Regions from separate parts of the Mus musculus genome. Here region 1 is linked to region 2. A link is a contact called in public Hi-C data. All regions are on one chromosome and are shown on one strand. The core of a region is the stretch at or near the end of the contact, and the rest is flanking DNA. Distances in the headings are between cores, read along the strand shown.

Region 1 (4,021 bases), core at 1,104-3,603, 2.6 Mb before region 2:
GTGTATGCCTGGTGCCTGCAGGAAGAGTCAGAAGAGGGTGTTCTGTGAACAGTCATGTGTGAGCAGGGACTGAGCCTCAGTCCTTTGCAAGGGCAGTGGGTACCCTTAATAGCTGAGTCTTTTCTCCAAATCCCTGTGCAAGATGCTTAAATCTGTTCTTTCCATGTCTGTAAACTTGACATCTGCTTTTATGTTTGGGGAGGTGGTGATAGTTATTTGATTAGTTAATTTAAAGTGAAGCCTAACTCTTTCTCCTCTTGGGAATATACTGGCCACCACCAGGCATTTGCCTCTGCTCTTGTAGAGCAGGCTTTCCAGGGGCAGGCGTGGCTGGCTGATTTGTTTCAAAGCCTTCCTGGGAACATAGAGCTATTTATTAGAATGCCCTGGTTATCTATAGAGTAAGCGGTGCTATTACAGATCTGCTTAAAAGATGGATTATCAGATTACACCCTTTTTATGTAAATGTAGCCTCAATTCTAGTTCTTAGTTAAGACTTTCCAGTGGATTTATTTTGTTTGGAATTACTAAAAGGTATTATAACTCAGAGGCTACAGATGCAATACATTGTTGAAGACTGTTCTCTAATTTGGGAGTCTGGCGTGTTCTTGCTGGAGTCGAAGCAATTGAACAAACCGAGGAGACAATCCATGGTACCATTACATACACAGGATAATAAAAAGCATGCTGTGAGTTTATTTTAAAATTGTGTGTATGGCTGCAGTTAGATTGCTCACTACGGATTTTAACATAGCTGAAAATCTGTCCTCCAGAGATTTGTTTTTTATTCCTCTTGAAAATTCCATAAAGTTCTTTGACTACCTGAGTCTTCCTCTTATGCATTCTTTTTCAGTTCTATGTTTTCTTAGTTTATCAAATGCCATCACTCCTTAACCTATACAATAATTCCACTGTATTATTCCATGGTTAAAACCTTTCAACTCATTTTCTTTGTACTTGAAAATATGCATTTTACCTTTTTCTTAGAGATGGTAAAGAACCTGAGTTTGGAACGGAATAATGGGTTTTTTTTTTCTTTCTTAGAGTTACTCTCAGTAACTAAATGCTTTCTGTAAAAAAATTTTAAAAATCTAATATATAAGATACCAGGGTGACACCATTAGATAATTATAGCATGTTTAAATCTCATGTTTTTTTTTTCTTTTTCATTTTGGTTGTTGCTATGGTCAGCAAATGGACCCTGGAATCCCTTGCAAGCTATACTCACCCATCTGACTGTAGTAGGATACTGTAATAGGCAAATAACAGAGAAAACCAGTGACTTAGTCGATGTGACCACATTAAAATAGAAACAAAGAGGTGTAGTGACACCTCTTCATCTCCCCTCTATCCTCGAAGTCCTGACATGAGGTTTAGTTTTAAGTAGAGTGTAAAAGATATGCACATTTAAACAGTCTTGTCTGTCCATCATTGTCTGGACTTCATATTCTCCTGATGAGTTGCCAGAATTGTGTGAAATTCCTTTCCTAGAGATAAGTTTCTTCTCTGGCTGGTACCAGACTGCAGCCTTTTCCTTCTCTCTGTGTAAGACTACTGGGGACACTCTAATTTCTTGGGAGTCCATTTATCAATAGTTTGAGAGACAAAGGGAGCCACATGGTGTCCCTCCTTAGACTACCCTCGGTACTGCCACGACAGTCACACTCTGAGAAGCATCTGAGTTCTTTAAGCCAAAAAGCAGAGCCTTATTTCTGGGTTTCTTTGTGGGCAAATGTTACCTCAAAGCCTTCCAGATCTTGCAGTCCATGAGCTGCCCTGACCACTCTTGACAGTGAGAGCAGTGTCAAAATTAAAAGTTTTAAAACAAAATGTTAGAAGCTAAATCGTCTTTTAATTGAAAGTATATATATTTTCTTTTAAAAACAGTCTAGAAAGACTGTTTTTGTGTTGAGTTTGTATTATTTAATTGTGTGTGTGTGTGTGTGTGTGTCCTGTTACTCGATTCTCTTTTTCTATTCTGACTGGTTGGGACAGGTGCTGGAATGTTTAGCTAAGAAGGTTACAGCTTCCCATCTGTTTTAATGCCTCTGCACTGATACTACCAGTCCTGCTCTTTTAACAAAGAAGTGCATCACTTTTCCAACAGAGGGCAGTGTTACCTAAAACAATAAGCCCTCACCAAGTCCCAGGATTTGGAAGTGTCCTCTGCGAGGAGTTGAAAGGACACGGGGAAACAATTTCTTTCTTTCATTCCTGGTTTTGTAGCTTTGACCACAGTTGCCATTTTTAAAAAATGAAAACTATATAAAAAAAAACTCTCCTAAGTGTCCCTGACCTCCAAGGAAGAAACTGAGAAAATAAAGGCAGCATGCATAGAGGGTAGGTTCTGGTTATGCTGACCGGAGAATTACAAAACCCTGCCCTTGGCTGCCTCAGCCACCTTCAGCCTGTTATGTGGACGTTTGGCTTTGAGAAAAAGGAAGGGTCCGTGAGGCCGTACCACAGACTACATCAGGTGGTGTTCCTTTTGTGCGTTTTCTGAACATGCTTGGTGCTTCTGGTTTCCTGATGGAAAAGGAGCTTGGCTCCATTTGTAAATTAGGATACACAGTTTGGCATATGTGCCTTTAAACATTAAAGGATGCTCAATTTTCAGCACTGAGTTTTGATATCATCTTCTTAGTCAGGAATACTTGGTTAATGTCAGGAAACACATGTTTGTTAAATGTTTACTTCCTTTCTGGGATTACAACCATACGCAACTTATCCCATGTAATTGTTATGACATGTTTAAGAGGTTGAGAGAGTTCACCTTTTCTTATAGAAGAAGAGGATTGCAAGAAAAGTTGAGCAATATCAAATCAGCTGGCGGCAGAGGTAAGCAGTGAACTCATCTCTCATGTGAGACTCACTCTGTCACTGACTAACAGACTGGCTCTAGGAAACCTTGAATAGATGAGTTATTGTAGTTCAGAATGATAGAAAATGGTATCTCAACATAGTGGATCAGACATAAGTACATACATGGTCAGTGGTTTTCCGTCTTGCCTAATTTGTGTTTGTGTGCATGTGTGTGTATGTGTGTGCACAAAGGTGTGGAGGCCAGAGGATAGCATTGGGTGTTTGGCTTTAGGTGTCATCATCAGCCACAAGTGCATCAAGAACAAGAACAACAATTACAAAAAAGAAAAGTGAAGGAAAAACAAATAAGCAAACCTACTCTCTTATACCAGCTTGGAACTCAACAAATAGGCTGGGCTGGATGGAGTGAGGCCCAGGTATTCACCTGCCTCTATACACCCAGCACTGGGATTATAATGCAAGCCACGACATCTGACTTTTCATAGGAGTTCTAAGGATCACACTCAGGCCTTTATGGTTGTAAGGCAAGCACTTTTCTAACTGAACTATCACTGTGGTTTCTCCTTTCCTTAATCTTTACATTTCTTGCAGTCGTTAAAAATTGGACATTTTAGAACATCTTTTCAGCCTTACCCGAAAAGGCTAATAGCAATCCCCCCCCCCCCCCCCCAGAAAAGACATTTTAAAAGACATTTTAAATCTCTCTCTATATATACCTTTAGCCCTTGTGTTGTTAAAAGTTCAAAATGCCTGCTTATCATTTGGGTTTTCTTGATAGATAAAACAGTAACGAAATGCCTGGAGAAGGGGAAGTTGACCTGAAGGGCAACTTCTGAAAGAACACCATCCAGATCACCACAGAAGTACCCAACCAGAGAGGCAAGAGGGCCTTCCTAAAAGACTGGCTGTTCTTGCAAAAGTCCTAGTGAGTCACAGGGGCCAGGCCAGGGTCCTGGGCTTCTAGAGGAAATAGACATGATCTCACTAAGACCCTTCATCACACACCAGCCCACTAGACAGCAAGGCTGACTGCAGTAGCCTCTCCACTGCCTCAGTCTGATTTCCAAAAACAGAACGACCTGCCTCGAGAAGAGTATTATTAGCAGCACAGAGAGACTCTCATCTTTTTTTCTTTCCATTTTTTTTCCATAATGAGTAAACACAGAGGTCCAGGCAGTCAAAGGTGCCAGCCTACACA
Region 2 (4,025 bases), core at 326-2,825:
CATTCTCATAACTTCATCCAAAGTTATAATGCCCTGAAATCAAGAGTGGGAAAAATATTCAATGTCTTTAAAGTTAGGAGAAGAAAAGCCAGGAGCACCTTACTTAAAGTTCCCCCTTAGGTCCTTCAGTTCTGCACTTAAGCTATCGCTATAACTTTTTTGAAGAGGAAGCCATTACACATTGTCTTAGGTGAGTTACATGTTGTGGATTTTCAATACCTCTGAGACTATGAATGTGCTACCAGGAACTCATGAAATAATGCAAACTAGATACCACCACTCTTGAAGGCCACTGTGAAGGCTAATAAAGGAAGCAGCAGTGGTGTGCATGCCTTGAGATAGAGATTATAAAGTTAATACGACTGGAGATCATTTCCATTAAGAAGGAAGAATCTAGCTTTTTTAATGTTTCCAGAAAAAGTCATTTAAAGGACTGATTAATATTATAAATGTTTAATAAAATCTTAAAAATTAACGTTATCCTTTGGTAAAGATAATGAGAGCTAAGATTGCTGTAGACATTTAGGCTTGCATTACGAACACCTCAGGGCTTAATCTATCAGCACTGAACCTGATTTTGTGGCATTGATTTTTTTATATATATATATATATGTTGAGGCTACATTGGAGGCCACTGTATCTGAGAATACAAATGAATGAAAGACTTAGCTCTACAAAAATCAAGGCATGTTGTTTAGTTATGGGCAATGCTACAGCCTCCATGGGAATGTCCCATTGGAAAATGGGGCAATTTTGTCAAGCAGTGGGCATTCCATCTCTAAGGTAGATATGTGGCCTAATGTTTATATGCAATGAGGCTAACATCATCAGAAGTTAGGTACCAATTTCCTTTCGGGAGGTAGAGGGTGGTCCCACGAATATACCTATACTTGGTATTACCTAGGCATTTCTGGAGGCATCTCAGTTTTGCACCATGGACTTTGTGTTTTCTTTCCACTAAAAAAAGTAGACTAATGGATTTTCAAATGATGTTCAGAAAGACAGTAGTATACATTTCTCTTGTCGTTACATAGTTATGCACATATGAGGGAGAGCAAGCTTCCTGCATCGGATGTTGACTGTTCCAAGATTCATTAGTGTAATTCCTCAGACACACTGCCTTTGACAAATGTGCACAGCCAGGAAAGCCTTTAATATATTGATTATGTTAGTGTTTTGTTGCTGGTGGCATAATGGATTCAGCAAAGCTCCATTTTTATTCTTCTATGCTCAAGCAAAAAAAAAAATAGATCTTGCAAACTGTACACGAGACTCACAAGCGAAAGTAATTAAATAACGGAAGTGCTGAGGGAGATTGTCTGTGAACAGGGCTCTGTAACAGGGGATGTAATAAAGAGGGTATGTGAGAGCGATTGATCTAAAGAAATGCTTTAAACCAGTTTCGGTTTCTTTGTATTATTGCATATCTACCTGATGAAAAGGAGGTGATGCTAATGTGAAAGTTACCTTCCTTGGGATTAATTTTCACTGTTGGTCAAGTTCAAACTATCCTGCTTCTTTCTGAAGCTCGCAGATGTGTGTAGCTTTATACTGTGGAAACTTGGACTTTATGCGTATAACATCTCACAGTTGCTCTCTGAGCCTCTCCTAACACATTGTAGCCCTTCCTTCTGGCATTCTCTCCTGGCAACCATTTTTTTTTAAATGTATTTCCCCGTGTTCCTTTTTAGGAAACCCCTCTCATCATTGTTACATGTATTATTTTATAGGAAGGAAGTATGTAAAATATTCTTGCCTCTCATCATTGTTACATGTATTATTTTATAGGAAGGAAGTATGGAAAAATACTCTCAAACTCATTTTACTTGTGAGCTTGAATAGCATTCAGAGTAGGACCGATTTCCCCAGAATTTTGTAGGCTTGCCCAATCCAGCTGTATATTTTATATGCTAATGTAAATTCTATTTTTGTTCCCCTTGGGGGTTTAAGTGATTATAATTGTTGCTCTTCAAAAGCCAAACAGATGATGATTGCTGCTTCAGGAGTGTACCCAAAGAAACTGGCTTTCATTAAACCTGCTCATCCACTTCATAATTATCTCCATTTTATCTAGCTAAGACGCAGGAAAAAGATGGCAAGTACAGTTCATTGAAGCCAGTTCAGTTATTTAAACATGGCTTTATTGAACTAGCAGGAGGTGTTAAAAGTAGGGGGAATGTTTTCGTTCTAACGTTGATATGTAGCCAGTGGCTCAACTCAAGAGTTAGTTAAGCACCAAATGCCAGAGGCCACAGAGAGTGAGAGGAGTCCTCTAGTGGATACATGAAAGAGTACTGCAACCACAGCTTTTCTGAAATAATCTTTCACTTGCTCATCTCCGAATATGTTCAAAATGAAGTTATCTATCTACTACCCAGTAAAAAAGGGCCCTAAAAGTCATTCTAAGAAATAGGAAAATATCCTATATGATGTGTAAAAAAAAAAAAAAAACAAAAAAACAAATTGACAGATTCTAAGAGGATGACAAGTCCTGAGCCTGACATCAAGAATCTTGCACAGAATTCTTATGATTCCAGATCTGATAATAGGTTAGAAAAGGCTGTCATCCAGGGAGGGCAGTCCTCTCAGTAGGGAGGCACAGTGGCTATAAGTTATCTGCTCTCCAGACCTAGGGTGGCCTAGGGGTTGGGTTGCACTGGATAACGTTTCTAACCACACTTGGCTGGTGTACATAGAGCTGTTCAAAGCATCCATCTGTGAGAAAATAACTCATTGCTGGTAACACAGAAACTATTTCATTTCATATGTAGGAACTGGAATATGGGCCTATCAGCCCCTCTCATCTACAGCTTAATCAGCATCTCCTTGATCTACAATGGCTTGTCAATGCATGATGCTAAATTATTTCTAGACTGCAGAGTCATTCTTAAAGCCTGAAGGTAGATTGCCCTCAGGGAATGAATATTTTCACAGTGAGCTCCTAGGCAATCTATGCAATTTGAATTCTTAAATCCAGGGATAGTATATCAATGGCTTGTTCCCTGCAAATTTTGAATTAAAAACTGTTTGGGAGTGTGACTGCCATGGAATTTTCCTGAATTCCTACGTGTAGGTCTGCTTTAAAAGGCTTGAATCCGAGAGTGCTCCAGCTGTACCCAAACCAGCCCTGACAACAATGGAAGGACTTCTCACTTCCTTTCTGCCTTGCCATTAACCTTTAGGGTCTGAGTATCCTTTGTTACCTTTAGGCTGTTTCCACCTTTGTTAACATTGTTAAAGCTCAAAATCTACTAGGGAAATATTTCCATTTCTTCTAAGGTGACAGGCAAGTTGCTAATACATTTTAAACTACGAAAAAAGTGTTAAGGATAGTCTTGCTGTGTTTAATAAAAAGTCACTGTAAGTCAAAAGTTACTGATAGAAAATTCATGTCAGGCTAGCATACTCTCTGTCTCTCTCTCTCTCTCTCTCTCTCTCTCTCTCTCTCTCTCTCTCTGTGTGTGTGTGTGTGTGTGTGTGTGTGTGTGTGTGTGTGTGTGTGTATTTCTTCATTGGTTGCTTTTCTTAACTAAAAGGCACCTTTACTCTGCATCCAGAAGACCACTTACTTATCTTGAGGTAAAACAGTGCTAAATGAACTAAATAAACTAACTGAACAGAAAAATATGACTCTGAAAAAAAATAATTTGGTAGTGTTGACTCATCTGCTTATGTTTATTAAATTAAAGTAAAGCTACAAACATAGCTGACACTAAAATATATCTTTTTCAGGAATGGTTCAGTAATTTCCTGGGGTTATCTCTCATATCTGTTCACTTTACTAGCAGGAAATAGTATGACTGCTTATTTCATGCAGTCATATGATATAAATAAGACCTTAGTATATACCAATTAAATATCTTCCAGCATTGTTAATAGTGTCATAGAGTGAGCAGAGCCAAAATTGTTCAAGCAACAGTTTACAATCTCCGTAATAAGGGACCAAGGAGTTGAAATCTGTATTGATTTTTTAAAATTCTGTGGTTTTTCCCCTCTGAACCAATGTTAAATCAGATTTTTATGAA

What was found. A called contact is a pair of places that touch in the nucleus more often than the background predicts.
Region 1: a contact with region 2 is called in a Hi-C map of the N1E-115 cell line, with 9 times the contacts expected there. The contact joins two enhancer-like sites. A contact is called at or near these places in 4 of 39 promoter capture datasets (the 3T3-L1 cell line, cranial neural crest, frontonasal cranial neural crest and 1 more), 3 of 484 Hi-C or Micro-C datasets (the N1E-115 cell line, cerebral cortex and cortical neurons) and 1 of 9 other capture datasets (liver).

What each region holds. Positions count from the first base shown.
Region 1 is chr4:94,005,658-94,009,678 of GRCm38.p6, reverse strand. No RefSeq gene overlaps it. Among named protein-coding and RNA genes, the nearest start is that of Gm32035, 140 kb to the right of the region's middle. Within about 2 kb of position 2,353, at least 14 of the 459 cell types and tissues checked have an H3K27ac peak or open chromatin away from gene starts, as enhancers often do. A contact at or near this core is called in the N1E-115 cell line, where this site is marked.
Region 2 is chr4:91,390,426-91,394,450 of GRCm38.p6, reverse strand. It overlaps a transcript of Elavl2 not described here. Among named protein-coding and RNA genes, the nearest start is that of Elavl2, 16 kb to the right of the region's middle. Within about 2 kb of position 1,575, at least 5 of the 459 cell types and tissues checked have an H3K27ac peak or open chromatin away from gene starts, as enhancers often do. A contact at or near this core is called in the N1E-115 cell line, where this site is marked.